Linked DNA regions of Mus musculus: region 1 is linked to region 2. Evidence: chromatin contacts called from public HiChIP or PLAC-seq data. All regions are on one chromosome and are shown on one strand. Each heading gives the region's core, a stretch centred on a gene start, on an enhancer-like site or on the middle of the called end of the contact. The rest is flanking DNA. Distances are from core to core; before and after follow the strand shown. Region 1 overlaps Zmiz1os1 (a long non-coding RNA gene). Region 2 has its middle 4.0 kb from the start of Gm32224.

Evidence for each region. HiChIP or PLAC-seq counts read pairs in DNA pulled down with a chosen protein or histone mark.
Region 1: a RAD21 HiChIP or PLAC-seq map of pro-B cells shows a contact between it and region 2, with 5 times the contacts expected there. The contact joins two enhancer-like sites. A contact is called at or near these places in 2 of 15 datasets of contacts at CTCF or cohesin (large pre-B cells and pro-B cells), 9 of 484 Hi-C or Micro-C datasets (the AML12 cell line, cerebral cortex, conventional type 1 dendritic cells and 4 more) and 9 of 115 datasets of contacts at active chromatin or transcription factors (astrocytes, differentiating embryonic stem cells, embryonic basal ganglia and 5 more).

Annotation. Positions count from the first base shown.
Region 1 is chr14:25,324,733-25,327,432 of GRCm38.p6, reverse strand. All of the region lies in intron 1 of Zmiz1os1 (a long non-coding RNA gene), which reads left to right. Among named protein-coding and RNA genes, the nearest start is that of Gm41113, 53 kb to the left of the region's middle. Within about 2 kb of position 1,307, at least 12 of the 459 cell types and tissues checked have an H3K27ac peak or open chromatin away from gene starts, as enhancers often do. A contact at or near this core is called in pro-B cells, where this site is marked.
Region 2 is chr14:25,122,693-25,125,392 of GRCm38.p6, reverse strand. No RefSeq gene overlaps it. Among named protein-coding and RNA genes, the nearest start is that of Gm32224, 4.0 kb to the left of the region's middle. Within about 2 kb of position 1,287, at least 20 of the 459 cell types and tissues checked have an H3K27ac peak or open chromatin away from gene starts, as enhancers often do. A contact at or near this core is called in pro-B cells, where this site is marked.

The sequences.
Region 1 (2,700 bases), core at 58-2,557, 200 kb before region 2:
GTGTAGATAGGCTTTGAGGGCTCCTAGTGCTTCATCTCTACCCAGTGTGGAAGAAGGAGTCAGTCTTCTTCCTGGCTGCCTTCAGATCAAGATGTCGAATTCTCAGCTCCTTCTCCAGCACCATGTCTTCCTGGACACTGCCATGCTTCCTGCCCTGATGATAATGGGCTGAACTTCTAAAACTGTAAGCCAGCCTCAATGAAATATTTTCCTTTGTAAGAGTTGCCTTGGTCATGGTGTTTCTTCACGGCAATAAAGCCCTAACTAAGACACCAAGTCTGGATTAAATAAAAATTGTTTACCTTTATTTCATTTATTTTAATGACCCTAACATATGTTCCTACAATCTATCCCCAATATTTACACACTTCTGAGTACCCTTCCTTATCCTCCCGTTCAGCTTTCACTCTTTTGCAGGGGTCTCCATGCATGGTACAAGATAGGAAGGAGGACTTTGTGATTGTGGAGACAGCTGGAGATCCAGTATTTGCTTTTTAGACAGATGTCTCAGCATCCATGTGGCTCTGTCACCACTTGGAATCACAACTCATCACAGGCTGGCTGGAGAGATGGCTCAGTGGTTATAAGCACTTGCTGCTTTTCCAGAGGTCTTAGATTCTGTTCCCAGTGCCCACCAGAACTCTAACTCCAGTTACAGAGGATCCAACATGACCAGGTACACATGGTGCACAGACATACATACAGCCAAAACTCTCATACAAATTAATCAAAAATAATTCTTTTGAGACAGCATTTCTCTGTGTAGCCCTGACTGTCAAAGAACTCATTTTGTAGTCCAGACTGGCCTCAAACTCAGATATCCTTCTACCCCTGCCTCCTGAGTCCTGGAATTAAAGGTGTGCAGCACCACTGCCTGGCAAAAATAAATAAATAAATAAATAAATCTTAACAACAAGGACTAAGTCATAATGACAGACCTACAGGGCACATGGGGACATAAATGCCAGAGGCTACCCTACCTGAACGTTTAGAAAAGTATCCCAAAGGAGCTCATTGGGCTTCAGAGTCTTGGAGACCAGCCCCTACTGCCACAGCGGGCCACTATAGATGAGAAGGGCCATGAGCAGAAGTTGGCTGGCACATGCCAAATCTAGCCTTTCTAGCCATCTCATTTCCCAGGGGACACATTTTATACAAATATCAGGATAAGATGGAAACAGATGCAAGGCACACAGGGACCAGCCAAGAGACATTTCCCTAGGGCCAGATGATCTGGGAAGGGCTGCCTATCTCTCTTTCAGTCCTGGATAAGAGTCTAGCCACCCGCCCTCCCAAGAGACCACCAGGAGGTGGGGCTCAGGTTCCTGCTTCTTCTCTCTTTTCACCACAGCACATCTGGTGTGGTACCATACTCTCTTGTCAACCTGTGGAAGTGAAACTTTCTCTGCTGAGACCAAGAAAGGCAAGCAAGTGAGGATGGGGAGGAAACGACACAGATAGTGGACTGGCTGCATGTCCCAGGTTTATGATGGCGTCCTATTGAGAAACAGTGGTACTTATTTGCTGCTGAAGAACAAGGGCTCACATAGCATGAGCTACTTTCCCAGAGCTACTTAGAAAACAAGGGCAAGCTTGTACTTTTCTGAATTTTTTGTGGCTGGATTGAAGTTGCTTTTTTCTTGGGTTCTCATGTTTAAGGATGGAGATTGAACAGGATTCTCTCGTCTCCCTGATCATTCCTTGGCTCATTTACTTGTCCATCTATCCGTCTATCCATCCATCTATTCTATCCATCCATCAATCTATTCACCTACCCATCTATCCACCTATCTATCTATCTATCTATCTATCTATCTATCCATCCATCCACCCATTCCATCTATCATCGATCCATCTATCCATCCATCCATCCATCCATCCATCCATTCTATTCATCCATCCATCCATCCATCCATTCAATCCATCCATCTATCCATCTATTCATCCATCCATCCATCCATCCATCCATTCATCCATCTATCCACCCACCCACCCATCCATCCATTCAATTCCCCCATCCCATTCCATCCATCCATCCATCCATCCATCCATCTCATCCATCCATCCATCCATCCATTCCATCCATCAATCACCCATCCATCTATCCATACCATCCATCCATCCATCCATCCATCCCTCTGTCCATCCATTCCATTCATCCATCCACCCATCCATTTCATCTATACATCTACCCATCCATTCATTTATCCATCTATCCTATCCCACCCCATCCATCTATCCATCTATCCATCTATCCATTCACCCATCTATCCCATCCCATCCACCCATCCATCCATTATATCCATCCATCATCCATCCATCCGTCCATCCACCCACCCAATACTTGATGAGTTGGTTGAGTAGACAGCAGTTATCCTTATGAAACCTGAGTTTTTATAGAAGAGGGAAGAGGTGGGGGAGATAGATGAGTAATGCACACTATGTATGAACATGTGTATATCGAGACGTAGAAAACCATTTTCTACAACTCAGTCTGTAAGTGATGTATCCAGCACTATAGAGAAACCCAAAGCTATCACGGGTAGGCTGAGAAGCTCAGGGACACGGGGGTCTCTTTAACAAGCTCTTCTGACCATACTATAGCCCTATGATAGGTGCTAAAGTGCAGCTCTCACTCCTTTCTAGACCCTTAAGACCCTTCAGGTACTGGCTTGCTCAGCTCTGTCATTTAGGCAGAAC
Region 2 (2,700 bases), core at 38-2,537:
GGAAGAGAGTGCATGTAACCAGCAGTCAAGGTCAAGTGTCCTCCGTATTGCCCAGTACCTGATTTCACTGAACTTGGAGTTCACCACGTGCCTAAAGTCACTCGGCTCCAGGCATCCTCCTGGCTCCACGTCTCTGTGCTGGGATTACAGGTGCACACTCACAGCACATGGCGTTTTACCTGTGTGCTGGAGTTTGAACTCAGGTCCTACTGCTTACACATGTGCCTTCCGACCTAGCCATCTCCCCATCCATCCCCTTGCCACGTGTTGTTTGAGTATTGTAGGTGTATGCATTTCTATGCAAAGCGCACAGCATTGGATGTTGAAAAAAATGAGCAACTTGAGGCTCAGAGAGGCAGAGCAACTTACCCGGCTCACACAGCCTCTACTTGCTGTACTTTTGCCAGATCCCCATCCCTGAGCCTAGAGGTGAAATCCCTGCTCCTTAGCCAGCATCCGTTCTTCACAAGCTACCCAGGCCATTACTGAAGTGTGAACGTTAGGAAAGAAGGCTTTGCCAGCCAGCCATGGCATGTCACCACCCTGATATACTGAAGAGGGTCATTTTCACCTCTGCCGTGTAACATTGGGTATACATTTTTCTCTTTCTGCCCCTGTGGTCCATATCTATAAAATGTGTTCAGTACCCTCCTTCTAGGGATGTGAGATACTAGTTCATTTTTTCAACCCTCTAAGTAATTTCTCTGTAAGTGATTTGCGGATTCCCAGCTCAGGACATTCCACCCCCTTTGAACCACTGCCCGAGCTCACTTTTGCATTAATATCTGACCACCCTGCCCTGCAGACCTATCCACAGAGGGATATTAAATGCACCATGCCGTTTTCTACGAAGCAGCTCTACAGCACACTCAACTCCCCACCTTGAATGTGGTTGCTACTGGGTTTCAGAAGCAATGAGAGGATCCCTAAAAAGGAAAGAGTGGGGAGGCAATGGATGGTCAGACACAAAAACAAGTGTGGATGTGTTTTTGACTGCAGGTGCAGTGCAGCCTGGGGTGGGGGCAGTAGCTGGAACAGCTAGTAGCTAACAAGGGATCGCCCCCTGCAGGGAGAAGGTGCTGGACCCCAGCATGGTGGCTAGTGGGACTTGCAGGCTCCTGGTTCCCTGATCTCAGGGCTGCCTCCACTTTGCAGCCTCTGTCCCTGAGCCTGGCTCCTGCCAACGTTTATCCACAGCAGCCTCACAGCCACTGCAGAGCAAACAAAGGCAGAGGTGCTCCTGTAGACAGCGCACCACGGCTGGGAAACAGGGGCTGTCTGTACCTTTCGATGCTGTCACCCCATTAATCTTGTACCTCTGCAGCCCTTCTGAAGAGCACACTCAGAGTGGCCCATTCATTACAGCTCTAATAACAGCGGCGGGCATGAAAGTGCCAGGCTGTGGAGGAGCCGGCCTCTGTAGCTGCACAAAGCCAATACTTTTTAAATACATTTACACAGCAATAAATAAAAGCGGTCTCAGTTTACCTCGGTATTAAACTCTATTTGCGCGTCAGAGTTAAGGGCCGCATTTGTGTCTTGCTATTCAAATTTATTCGTGTGCAGCTCTGAGCCCGACTGCATTTATTTCATCGTGTAGTAATGGTGGCTGAAGCTTAAGGGGCCTTTCATCACCAGGCTGCCCTCATTAAGGGCTCTGCTCCAGGCTCCTGGGCTCAATTCGGCCACCGTGAAGACCACCCCCATTAACCAGAGGGAAGGACAAGGCAAAGAACTGATAGGGCTTCATTAGCCTCCCCTGGCAGCTGGCTGGCCAGGAGCCAGGGACTAGTAAGGTCCCTGTCCCCCAAACTCTGCCACAGAGATGATTCCCTAAAGGGTTAGATGTATCTTCCACCCACCCTTCCTCCACGTACAATATTGAGTCCCAGGGGCATCGCTAGAGCAGGTGGGGCTCTGGCACGGCAAAGATCCATTCAAGATCATTCTGACCTTGGATGGCTTGTTTCAAGGCTGGTCAGTTTGGGAGCATGTTCACCATTGGAAGCAGTTCAATGCAACCGCTGTGGACAATTCCTTCCCTCCACAGGCAGCTCAGAGTTCAACGGGCCCCTCTGCTTTCCTTCAGAGGCTCTGGGACGAGGAAAAAGAACACCATCGATGTTCAAGCTTGGCGGGCAATAAATCTCTTGCCTGTAGCTTGTGGAAACACTGTCCAGAGGCCTTCTGATATTAGGAACCCAAAGCTCCAGAACTTCAAATCCTCGAACATTGTCCTTGGGTTGAGGCCAAGGCAAGTAGGCACATGGTACCTGCTGGCCATGGCCGGAGGACTTTCCGGGATGGGGTGGGGCTCTGTGTAGATAATAAAGACAAGGTTTGCATTTGTCGGTAGAGGAGGAATGCATGCGCCTGTGGAGGTCAGAGGTCAACTCACAACATCACTTGTACAGGAGCCCTCTACCTTGTTCCTTTGAAACAGTCTCTCCCTTGTACTTGAAGCTCTATGCTTTCAGCTATGCCGATTGACCATGGAGCCCCAGGGACCAGCTTGTCTCTCCCTCCCCAATGTTGGAATTACAAGGTCATGCCACCATAACCTTTTCACATGAGTGCTAAGGGATCCAAATTCAGGTCCTCGTGCTTGTGCAACAAGTACTTTATTGACCGTAGGGATTTGTGACATCAACGGAAGAGCCTCAAGAAGGTGTCATGAGAATACCTGGATCCCCTTACATG